2 separate regions of the Pan troglodytes genome follow, and region 1 is linked to region 2. A link is a contact called in public HiChIP or PLAC-seq data. All regions are on one chromosome and are shown on one strand. The core of a region is the stretch at or near the end of the contact, and the rest is flanking DNA. Distances in the headings are between cores, read along the strand shown. Region 1 holds the start of GEMIN8 (gem nuclear organelle associated protein 8). Region 2 holds the start of TRAPPC2 (trafficking protein particle complex subunit 2).

The links. HiChIP or PLAC-seq counts read pairs in DNA pulled down with a chosen protein or histone mark.
Region 1: a contact with region 2 is called in an H3K4me3 HiChIP or PLAC-seq map of stem cell-derived excitatory neurons, with 5 times the contacts expected there. The contact joins the promoter of GEMIN8 here to the promoter of TRAPPC2 in region 2. A contact is called at or near these places in 1 of 7 Hi-C or Micro-C datasets (stem cell-derived neural progenitor cells) and 1 of 1 datasets of contacts at active chromatin or transcription factors (stem cell-derived excitatory neurons).

What each region holds. Positions count from the first base shown.
Region 1 is chrX:14,602,872-14,609,202 of NHGRI_mPanTro3-v2.0_pri, forward strand. GEMIN8 (gem nuclear organelle associated protein 8) reads right to left here and starts at 3,589. Exons shown (of 10, transcript XR_010154858.1): 1 at 3,372-3,589.
Region 2 is chrX:14,309,374-14,315,135 of NHGRI_mPanTro3-v2.0_pri, forward strand. TRAPPC2 (trafficking protein particle complex subunit 2) reads right to left here and starts at 1,711. Exons shown (of 4, transcript XM_063804790.1): 1 at 1,604-1,711. OFD1 (OFD1 centriole and centriolar satellite protein) reads left to right here. Exons shown (of 25, transcript XR_008541921.2): 3 at 2,327-2,425; 4 at 3,557-3,757.

The DNA of each region.
Region 1 (6,331 bases), core at 2,339-4,838, 300 kb after region 2:
CCTACAGGCAAGGCAGAGACTGAGTCTTGAATGATATATTTTTCCATATAGCCTCTCTTAAAAAACGGATTTACACTTCAGTACATCTGCTCATCCTGCAGGATCTATTTTTAATGCATAAATATACATAAAGAACAATAGATAAGAGCTTTGTAGTTTTCAATGGATAAAAGCTGACTATTTCCATCAAGTTACCAAAAAATTTCACAAATAAGTGGCTTTGTTGACAGGTAGTGCCATCAAATATATTCTTTTAATTACATATTTATGTTCTTATAAATATAGAATATAGGACAAATCGTAGCAACCAAAAAAGTAAAATAAAAACACAAATTCCCCTAAAAACTAGAATGTATACTTGAACTAGATTTTCCTATCTTCCTTTTCTACTAGAATTCTAAAAATACATGAAAATTCACCTGCTTTGATCTTTGCACAGAAACACATTAAAAGCCAATCATTAAATAAGTTACTCTGGCTAAAGCCCTGAAACTCAAACCTTCCCTACAAAGCTCCAGTGATTTGGTTCTCTGAACCAACCAGGTAATTTGGAGGATTTAGTTAGGTCTTCAGTACACACTGTTTCAAGGAGATCTGCTGGACACTGCAGCAAAATAAGTGAAGGTATGGTGAGAAATCTGAGTGAGATAGATTGAGTCATATGCGGTTCCAAGGAATCTCTCTGTACATGCAATAATAACCCTATCACAGAAGATGTCTTCCAATAATACACACAACAGTAAGAACTTCCTCACTAAGACAAAGAATATAATAGGGTTTTGTTGAGGGCTGGGCTTCCTGCCCCACCTACTTGGGCAGCCCTGCCCCACCTACTTGGGCAGCCCTGCCCCCATCCCTGGCTGGTTGCTGAGGCTGGCAAGCTCATCTGGCTTGATGCCCTCATGGCCTCCCTCCTGTGTCTTTGCATGGTCTCTGCTTAGTGATTTGGACATCAAAGATGGCTCAAGTCCAAATGGCCTTCTTCCACCTGCAGACATCCAAGCTCCATCTTGGGCAGGACACAGGCCTATTCAAGTGCACATGCCACTGTGTTCAGAAAGCCTGCACCTCCCCGTCTATAATAGCTACAGTTAAAACTGATAGGCAAGGGAGCCAAAAAACTGAGTTTTATTTTCTTTTCATTCCCTCAATCCCCAACCCCAATTTACCCTCTTCTGGATGTTGTAATAAGTACTGTCACAAAGAAGGCATAGCATGGGGAAGGAGTAAGACTGAAAGGATGCAGTTAACAATTCTTTTTTTCATACAAATGACATTCCACCCACAGAAGGGCATTGTTTAATTTGTCAGCAAGTGTGATGAATTTGTGAATGGATTTATTTGCAAGTTCTCTGAATCCCCTTGTGACTAATATCAGAATCAAAAGTGAAATATGAGGCCAGGAACAAAGTTACCCTCTGACTCAGGAACACAACAAGCAATGGGACGACTGAGAATGACATAATGATAACATAGTTCAAAAGAGGAAACAGATAAGTTTGTTTCACAGCAAGCATGTCCTTCATAAGCAAAACCTAGTGTGACTATAAGGTAATAAGGGTTGAATAGGCAGGTTCTGCAAATTAAGAGCATAACAGCAAAAACCATGGCTAGTTTAAAGTAGTTAAGATCGCTTGTACATTTCAGGCGTCTTATTTCAGATTTACTTTTTTCTATAAACATATTCATGGTAATTCCATGTTAATCTCTCTTTTCTGAATTTATAGGCACTCACTATGCCTCATTTACTTGGGCACTTACTCAGTTACCTGTAGGCATGGATTCTACAATCTACTCCTTTTAAGTTTCCTATTTTCCTTCCAGCATAAAAATAATAGCTAATATTTCATGCTCTTAGATGCTGCTGAAATTGTTGAGCTTGTCTGTTGTTTCCTGATAACGTTGTCTCCTCCTGCATCTACTCCCCAAAATCTCTGAGGACCTAGTAACTCAAAAAACTGACTATAAAGCACCAAATCTTTTCAGGAAGCAAATATTTAAATACATTATGTTTTCAAAGATCTTTTCAATTCATCTGATATTTGATCAAGTACATTCTTTTTTCACGTGTCCAGCTGTTCCGTGGCTGAATTTCCTCTTGTAGAGAAGTTGTTCAAAAAAAGTTCTGTACCTACTTTGCAAACTCTCCAATTTACACTCTAGCCTTAACTGTTCAAAACTTTCCCCCGTCATTCTCATCTCACCCTATCCTTTAAAAAAAAACCCAAAATGATTAATCACCATCTATAGAACAGTTTCAGAATGAACATTTCTCTCTGGAACTTTAGTTTGTATACTTCCCCAGCACAGCAATGAACACACAGAGGGGATTTATACACCTGTGAACTTGCTTTCAGTTATGCTTATTCCAAGTTACTAACCAGCAGTCTTTAAAAATATATGGTTTCTGTTCATATTGAAATTACAAAGAGACTGTTATTCCGATAAATTATGCTAGCAAAAATAGTATTTTTAAAGGGTAGCTCTCATCCCACAATTCATGGGGGCTGTGAGCATAAATAATCCTAGAAGTGTTGCGTTACTAATCTTTAGTCTAGATTTTTTAAGTAATATTGTTCTGATTTGAGATGAAAAACAGCTGAATACACAGGCTAGCCTGTCAAACGAGTTTAAAAACATCATTCCTGAAAAAAATAAAATTGTTCAGAACCATCTGATCTGTACTAAGGAAACATCAAGATTTCAGAGCTAAAATGCACTTCGTTGGCCACTGGTTCAACTACAGCTCATTACTGATAAGTGGGCAGAGACACAAGGCCCATAAACTGTAGGCGCCAGATGTCTCAAGATAACTCCCACCAAAAGCTGACCTCCTGCAGAGGCTAAAGTGCAAGAGAAAAGAAAGAAACCCGAATTTTTGAGCAGAGAGGGCAATATCCTAGACATCCTTCAAGTATGTGGCTGTCCTGGGCGATCTTCTATTCAGATACTGGACTGGACGGGCAAAATCCGAATTCACCTATAGACCTTAACACGGTGGTTCTCGGCACCCCAGAATCACCTGGGCAGCTTTAAAAACTACCGATGCCAGGGCCCCACTATTAGAGATTCTGATTTCATTGGTCCGGGATGGGGGCCCGGGGATCAGAATTCTTAAAGAGTCGTCCAGTGATTCGGAAGCACTGCAGAGCTGAGAGCCTCTGGGACTGGTCCCCTCTCACAATTAACCTGCAATGATTTAAGAATCTCATGGGCCTCCGGCCCCACCTTTTGTCGCGGGATTAAGATAATTATGAGAGCAATGTGACGTCCAAGACCTCGGCTCTCTGCGCATCAGAAGAAGCCAGGGCCCGGGGCGTCTAAGCTCCTCCCTCCCTCCCCAAAGGAAACCCAGCCGTCCCCGAAGTCACCTCGTGGGCGCGCAGCTTGCGGATCCTGGGCGTTGGCCGCGCAGGGGCCTAGTTTTCCTTGGAGAGACAGAGGGGGAGTGGGGAACGCGAGGGGGGCGGCTGTTGCCGGGGCGACTGGAAGCGCGCTTCCGGTGCGGAACACGTGGCGTGGCGCGGCGCGCCGGAAGTCCTCCCCTGTGTCGCGGACGTCACGTTCGCACCGCAGGCGGTGCAGTGCTGGAGGCCGGAAGCTGCCTGCTAATCGGCTACCCCGAGTGGAGCGCCGGGGCGGCAGGCGTGGGATGGCTGCGGGTGGCGGGGCCGGCGGAGAGGGAGCTGCACCGGGCGGGGCACTGGGACTGTGGCGGGCACCCGCGCCGGGGGTCGGACGGTGCTTCTGCACCGGCGAGATAAGGGTCGCTTCTGCACCGCCCGGGTTTCCAGCCTTTAACTTTTTGTCCTTTCCTCAGCTTTCTTCGTTTTCCTTCCCTTGTCTTTACTTAGCCTTTTCTTTCTTCCTTTCTGTTTTCTTTCTTAACTAAAACAGTTTTAGTTTCTTAATTTGTCCCAGCGTAAAACACCCAGTCTTTGAAAATAGATTAACCCAGATCTCAGTTTGAGTGCGAGTCCAGTGCTAAGTTTGTAACTTCCCCAAGCCTCGTGTGTCTCATCTATAAGATATGCATAACCTAATGCAGAGTGCCTGACGCATTGCAGCAGACAAAACATTAGTACTAATATGTTTGTAATTATAACCATCACAGCAATACCTGCCCTGTTAACATCACAAGAGTCATTAACAAGAACCAAGCATAAACAATTAGAAGTCTTACGTGACATATCATTTCTGGGGCAATTACCATATTTAATACTTTCTGGGAATTTATTCCAAGGAAAAACAGGTACGAACCAGATAGATGTTTATTACAGAATTATTTTAAAAAGTGAAAATTGGAAAAGACCTAAATGCCCAACAAGGAAATGGCTAAGTCAATTGGGTGGTATTAATGACGTGACATTACTGTATTATTCCTGGACTACAGAAGAATTAAAATGGTATAGAAGAATATTAACTTTAACAAATATTTACTGGATGCCGGCTATGTGCCAAGTATTCTATGTTAGCGCTGTCCATTGTAACCACTACATGTGGCCCTGAGAACCTGAATTGTAGTAGTCTGAACTGAGATATACTGTAAGGGTAAATTACACTCTAGATTTTGAAGAAGAATGAGAAAATGTAAAATATCTCAATTTCTTTATAGTGATAACATCTTAGAGAAGGACTATTGAGGTTAAAGACTAAAATTATCTTTTTACTTTATTAGTGTGGCTACTAGAACATTTAAAATTATATATGTGGCATGCATTGCATTTCTATTGTACCGTGGTATTCTATTTACCGGATACACAGTAGTAAACAATACAGTTTTGGGGCTCATAAAATTAAATCTTTTGTGTAGAACATAAACAATAAGCAGATAAATAGAATTGTATGTTGTGGTGAGTTATATGAAGACAGTATAGCAGGGTAAGGGCCAGAAAGTATGTGTATATAGAGGGGGATTATTTTAGAAAAGATTATTCCTCCACCTCAGAAAATGGATGTGGGAGGAAATGAGATATCTATGGATAGAAGCAGGAGATGGTAGGAGGGTGAAGTCTTGTGGGAAAAGTCAGGTGTGGATTGAGACAGATAAGTCAGATGGGGCCTGGTGCAATCTCTACCTCAAGGAAGAAGCCAGCATCTAGAGAGGCAGGAAAGAAAGATGGAGAGGGGTAAGATAGGGAGAAAGAGCTCAGGGGGTTCCTGGGAAAGGCAGAAGGATGCAGGCCTAGAGTGGATATAGTTCAGGTAGAGCGATTCCTGGTTCTATGAATGAAAAAATACAATATATATGGTATACTATGGCATTAGATAGAATATTAGTTGGCTGCCGTCACAGAGACCCAGAAGAGGAGTGGCTCAAACTGTTGAGAAGTGTATTTCTATCTCATGGCAGTCTGGGTGTAAGGAGTCCAGAGTATGGCAGCTCCACCTGTCTCATAGCTCCACCCTCCCTGGTTTCTTGCCTTGGCCCACATGGTCCAAGATGGTGCGCCACTGCACCTTTCAGCCAGTGGGAAAGAGAAAGCCAAGGGCATGCCCTTTCCCTCTAAGGATTTCTCCACCTTGGCACTATTCACATTTGGGGTTGGATAATTCTGTGTTTTGGGGGTTGTCCTGTGCATTGTAGGAGTTTTAGTAGCATCTCTGGTCTCTACTCACAAGATGCCAGTACTGTCTCCCAGTTGTGACAGCCAAAAATGTCCTCAGACATTGCCAAATGTCTCCTGGGCTGGGGGAGGAGGGGGCAAAGTCACCCCCAGTTGAGAACCACTGCTTTAAGAGTACTACCCAGAGGCAGCACACAGCACTTCTGATCACTTCCTACTAATGGCCTGAACTTCATTACTTAGCCCTCCTAAGGGTGCAGGAGCTTGGAATTGTCTTTTTCAGATGGCCAAGTGCCCAGCTAAAAGTTGACTAAAGAAGAAAAGAAACTAGCTGATTCTCCCATACCCTTGTTGCTGCAGGGAATGGAAATTCTGTAGCTGATTGAGGATGTAGTCCTGTTCTTTTCATCTTTAAATCTGAGTTTTAGTCATTACTCACTTTAACTCACTTGCATAAAAATACTGGTGGTGGGGAACACTAAGCACCTAAGGAGCGACAATCCTATTTGAAAAGAATGGGGATTGTTACTCCAGGGGGTTAACCAGGGAGAGAAACTGAATTTTGAAATGGAGGCTAGAGGAGGTTGGATTTTCACTTGTCATTTGGCGCCAGCTGGTGGAAATTTACAAATGGCAATTCCTCAGTATTAAATTTTTCTCAGGCATATGCTTCAAATTTTAAATGGATTATAGCAAAACTTTAAAGAATCCTGTCAGATGACGAACTCTAAAGCATGATCTCTCACTTTCTGCACTATTGGCAT
Region 2 (5,762 bases), core at 461-2,960:
ACTGGTATGGCATGGGACATGTCTATTACAATGAGGAGGGGCAGTAGGAATACTACTGATAGGTCTTTAATGTGACATTTTTCTATTAATATTATAAGCAATTCTCCCTCCCCTAGAAGTTATGCTAGTTTTTGGAGAACATTTTATCTAATTATATTCATGTATTCAACTGTGGGACCAAAGGTGGAGGTGGGAGTAAGGGGGTCTTCAGGAACATTTTTTTTTTTTAAACAGTGGACAAGTGATTCTACTTAACAACATTTACAACATATCAACATCTTTTTAGAACACTGTTTTCATCATTCCACTCAAAAGCCTTTGATGCATCTCAGCTACAGGATCATGTACTAGTATTCAAGATTCCCACATTGCTCCACGTGTCTTTTCTCAGCCCTATTGTTCCACCTCTGCTAGCGTTGACTCGTTTACTTATTTTTTCTCCCAAATTCACTTTGACTGTATCGAGTTCAGAGCTACTATCATTTCTCTCTTCATGCCTGGAATGCTCTCCTTTATTCTGTCTGCAACCACTACCCATCCTTTAAAATCCAACTAAGCCTCTCCTCCTTTTCCATTGTTTCCAACAAAAACTTACAGGTTCTCCACCTCCTATGAAGTCCTGTCACTCTTACTGCCTCTTAAATACTTTAAGTTTCTCACAGCCAGAGATCAAAACTCATCGTACTCATCTTCAATGCTGTACACAAAGCTGACATCCAATTCTGTCCTCACAGGACTTAGATACCATATAAGGCTTATATTCCCAGCACACAACTCTGGAGTCAGGCTAGATTCCTCACTGCTCCCAAGAAGGTCGTGGCTTTTTTTTTTCTTTTTCTTTTAATGATTCCTTTGCTCATTTTTCCCCTTCCTGTGATGTTCTCCTTTTTGCTCACCACCCGAATCCTACCCATCGAGGCCCCGATAAAGACACACTTTTTCCACAGAGATGATCTGGATCACTTCCATCTTCAACCACCTCCCCTTTAAACTCTTTATCCAGTCTACAATGTATCTTAGTTCTTGTTCAATTCTCTGGCTGTAACATTTTCATTATCGCTTCTGAGAGGTTTGGTTCCTTTCCTTTCTAATTACATTTAAGCATCATGAGGACTGGCTCACCTTTACCTCACAGCACACAATGGTTGGTACTCTAAAACGTTTAGCTCTGTGGATCTCAACCCGGAGCGATCTTGCTTCCAAGAGGACATCTGGCAATATCTGGAGACATCTTTGGTTGTCACACTTGGGGGAGAAGGTGATACTGACAAAATAGAGAGCAAGGATACAGCTAAACCTACAATGCACAGGACAGCCTCCCAAAACAAAGAATCTTCCGGCTCCAAAAGGCAACAGTGCAGCCGTTAAGAAACCCTGGGTTAGCTGAATGACCCAGTGAACCGCGAAACCACAGCCCCCGAGAGGGCGGACGTCTGCAGGTGGAACGGCTGCGCGGATGAGCCAGCGGAGGGCTGGCAGGTCCGGCCCGGCCACCCCGGGGAGGGGTGGAGGTACAGGACCAACATCCGCGTCACGCAGGGGCTACGAAGTCCTCCAGGGACTCAAAACACCCGCCCCCCGCCTCACTTGCTCCATTCCCTACCTGCAGTGGGAGGCCGACAACGGAAACGCAATGTCAGTTTCCGCGGAAGAGACCCGCGCCCCGAACCTGTAGCCAGAACGCCGAAGCAGTTCTCGCGATACCCTGGGATGTGCTCTCGCGATACGTAGGTGGAGCTTCCGGCCGGTGCTGGGCAACCAAGCTCATGCGCCGTAGCTCTTCAGCTCGGGAAGGCTATATTTAGCAGGTTTCCGGAAGTTGCAGGACTGGCTGTGAGGCGGTCCTGCCTCGCTGCCTTCAGTCCCTAGTGTCTGGGTCCCCGCCCTCCAGCCGCCTTTGAGTCGTGCCTGGGTCCTCGCCCTTGCCTCAGAACCGCGAAGAAAGGAAGCTCGCGTGTTTGCTAGGAAACCTAGTTGGGAGTGCGAGGCAGAGAACGTTCAGCACCTTTGTTCCTCCCGAACCCTCGGGACAGAGGCAGGGTTCTGAGGGCAGGGATTCCCCCTCGTCTTGGCCCCACCGCCCGGGCTGGGCACTAAACTCGGGCCGCGGCGGGGCGAGCGAGGCGGGCTCCGGAGGGAGCTGACGCCTGATGATGGCGCAGGTAGACACACCTGCCCCTTCTCGGGCGGAAATAAAGTCTTGTTTTGTGTTCGTTAAACTTTCGCCGCTAGGCCTCTTATGGCTTCCCCGGAGGCCACTGGTCTGTTTTCAGACGTTCACGTTCCCTCTGCCCCGCAGGTAACCTATAACCATTTTGTCTTTTAGTCCAACATGTTCACCGTGGCTGATGTGTTGAGTCAAGATGAACTGCGCAAAAAGCTATACCAGACGTTTAAGGATCGGGGTATACTGGATACACTCAAGGTATCGGATTTAGGCGTATCTGTGTCAACTTTTACAAGTGTAACCTGTAACAGGTAGTTCAAATTCAATCAAGGTTTAGGTTTTAATAATCGTATGATACATAGATTGTATTGGTGAATTACATTTTTATATTCCCGAATAACTCTGTATCCTGAAACATTACAGTCTCTTGAAAATGTTTGAGAAAATGTTGAGTTTGAGTCGTCTTAAAGGAGCATATTCAAATAATTAATTGAACTGACAATAAGATAGGAGAAGGAAATATTTATATAATGAACACAGTAAGATTAGGCTTGTTTTATAAATATGGCTTATAGGTTCCTAAATTAATAAGTGGGTTTGTAATACATTTGGATGAAGGACATTGACACCATATAGAAAATACTAGTGTACTTCTTAATAATAGTTTGGGAAATGAAAAATTTCATCTTTAAACTATATTGAAATGTATGAATGTTTAGTTTGGGCAGAAAATACCTATTAGTATGCTTTATATTTGGATTAACAGCCCGGAGTAGGATTAGCTCAACGTGTTTTCATTGAAATATGCATTTCAAAAGCATATTTTACGTTTAAAATATGTAGCTATATCCTGTGTATGTATCCTTTTTTAATTTAAATTATATGGTGAGCATTTCCCTGTTTCCTTAAAAGTTTTTTGAAATCTTCATTTTCAGTGGCAACAGGCTTATCTTTGGATATTTTTGTAATGTATATAGCAGTCCCCTGTTGTTGAATATTTTGGTTATATTCTCCAACAGTCCACAGAGGTGTGATGAAGTGGCAGAATTTTTTCCTATACTTAATATCCCAATCGTAAGCTGCTGAAATGGGCTTCTAGGGAAGTGAAGTTATGAGTCTGCAAGCGGATCTGGCTAACCACCCGTTTCATTTGGAAGCTGGGGAAAGAAAGCTTTTTCTAGAACCCACTGGACTGCTTGTCTCACGGGGTAAGACAAAGTGTGCAGGGGAAGGTTTCTAACTTCTGGCCATGGATCTAGAACCATTATGGAAATAGAAGGAAGGTTTCCAATGAATGTAGCTCATCTGTGTATATATCTAATGAAACAATCCTGCTGAAATTTCTTTCCCTTGTGTTTCTTTTTTATTTTTGTTTTTATTTTATGCTAGACACAACTTCGAAACCAGCTAATTCATGAGTTGATGCACCCTGTATTGAGTGGAGAACTGCAGCCTCGGTCCATTTCAGTAGAAGGGAGCTCCCTCTTAATAGGCGCCTCTAACTCTTTAGTGGCAGATCACTTACAAAGATGTGGCTATGAATATTCACTTTCTGTTTTCTTTCCAGAAAGTGGTTTGGCAAAAGAAAAGGTAAAGTCTTTCCTTTTCTGTTTCTGAAGTTTTTATTAACAGGTTCTTCCTCTGCTGACAGTAAAGTGCTGTATGATAGCTAAGTGCTCCTCGACTAGGTCCATTTCTATTTCCTCTTTGAATTCACATTGTACCTGCACATAATATATTTGTTATATAACAAGTGGGTACTAAATTTGAAATTAATTTCTTGGCATCTCATTTAGTCTCACGTAAAACAGTGATGTATAGAATCTCTAAATGTTTCAGACCTATAATTGATCTATCTATCCTCTATCTTGTCTAATAAGACTCTGCCAATCTGCTGAATGTCTGCTGTAAGCTTGGCACTGTGATAGGCACACTGCAGATGTTTTGTGTGTTACGGATGAGGAACCAGACTCTGGAGAGGTGAATCAATTTGCCCAACATCAAGTAACTTTTAAGTGACAATGCAGGGTGGTAAATCTAGATCTCTAACATGAGCTCTTTTTTTCCTGCACTAGTTTCTTCAGATGTTTCTCTTCTTTGTAATTAGATAAGTGAGAAATACGTAATTTAAAAAATCTGTAAAGTTCTCAAATATTAAAAACACTTGTTTTTTTTTTTTTTACTACTTTTCTAATTATTTTAACTATATTTCTTCACCATTACTGTTGAACATTAGTACTACTTTATTATTTTAAAGGCAGATACAGCAGACTTTCCCTGTGGATATGTGCGTGTTTTTTTTTTTTAATAGACTTCATTTTTTCAGAGCAGTTTTGGGTTCACAGCAAAGTTAAGTGGGAAGTACAGAGAATTCCCATATACCTGCTGCCCCTACACACTCATAGCCTCCCCCACTGTCAACATCTTGCATCAAGGTGGTACATTTGCTACAATCTATAAGCCTACCCTGACATGTCATTATCACCCAGAGGCCATAGTTTACAGTGAAGGTTGCAGTGAGCCGAGATCATGCCACTGCACTCCAGCCTGGGTGACAGAGCGAGACTGTCTCAAAAATAAAATAAATTTCACTCTTGGTGGTGTTCATACGTTTTTACTTTCTTTGTGTTTTCTGTAATTATCCAAAAGTTTCATATTCCAAAGTTTTAGTGACACAAGCTTAGTACAGTATTTGAATGAAAAATAATTTGCATTTCTTCATAAGCAACCGAATTTTATTTGTTAGCATTAGGAATTTATTTATTAATTTATGTTTTTGAGACAGAGTCTTGCTCTGTTACCCAGTCTGGAGTGCAATGGCGCAGTCTTGGCTCACTGCAACCTCTGCCTCCTGGGTTCAAGCAATTCTCCTGCCTCAGCCTCCCAAGTAGCTGGGATTACAGGTGCCCACCACCACACCTGGCTAACTCTTTTACTTTTAGTAGAGAGGAGGTTTCACCATGTTGGCCAGGCTGGTCTCGAATCCTGACCCCAGGTGATCTGCCCACCTCAATCTCCCAAAGAGCTGGGATAACAAGCATGAGCCCTCGTGTCTGGCCTGGAATTCATTTTTGATACATCATTCTCTAACTTTCTAATCACTTTATACTTTTACTTATTGTGTAATAGTCAATAATACAATTATATAGCAGGAATTAATCCCATTCATACAACTTAACGGTTTCTACTAATGTAAAATGCCCATGCAGAATATTTACTTTAAAGGAAAACCAATTGAAAACAAATATCAGTGTTCTCAGAGCAGACATAGTGAATGGTATATACTGTAGTAGAAATATATTTTAATAGCTACCCAAAATGTCTGTTTAACAATATTTTAAGTACATTTTAATTACGGTTTTAAGGACAGTAAAAATCTATTTACATTTTTAAACAATGAATACTTTTTAAAAAATTGTAATTGAATGACCCAGGAACTCAGTCATGTATTCATTGGTTCATCAGATATTTCAGTGTCATCTGTAAGGCATTAAACATTTCTGTTAGGCATATCATCTTTGATGTGAAGTACTTAGAAGTTAATTAGATGATAAAGATATTTTATCCTTTTGACCTTGATATGTTTATAGTAATC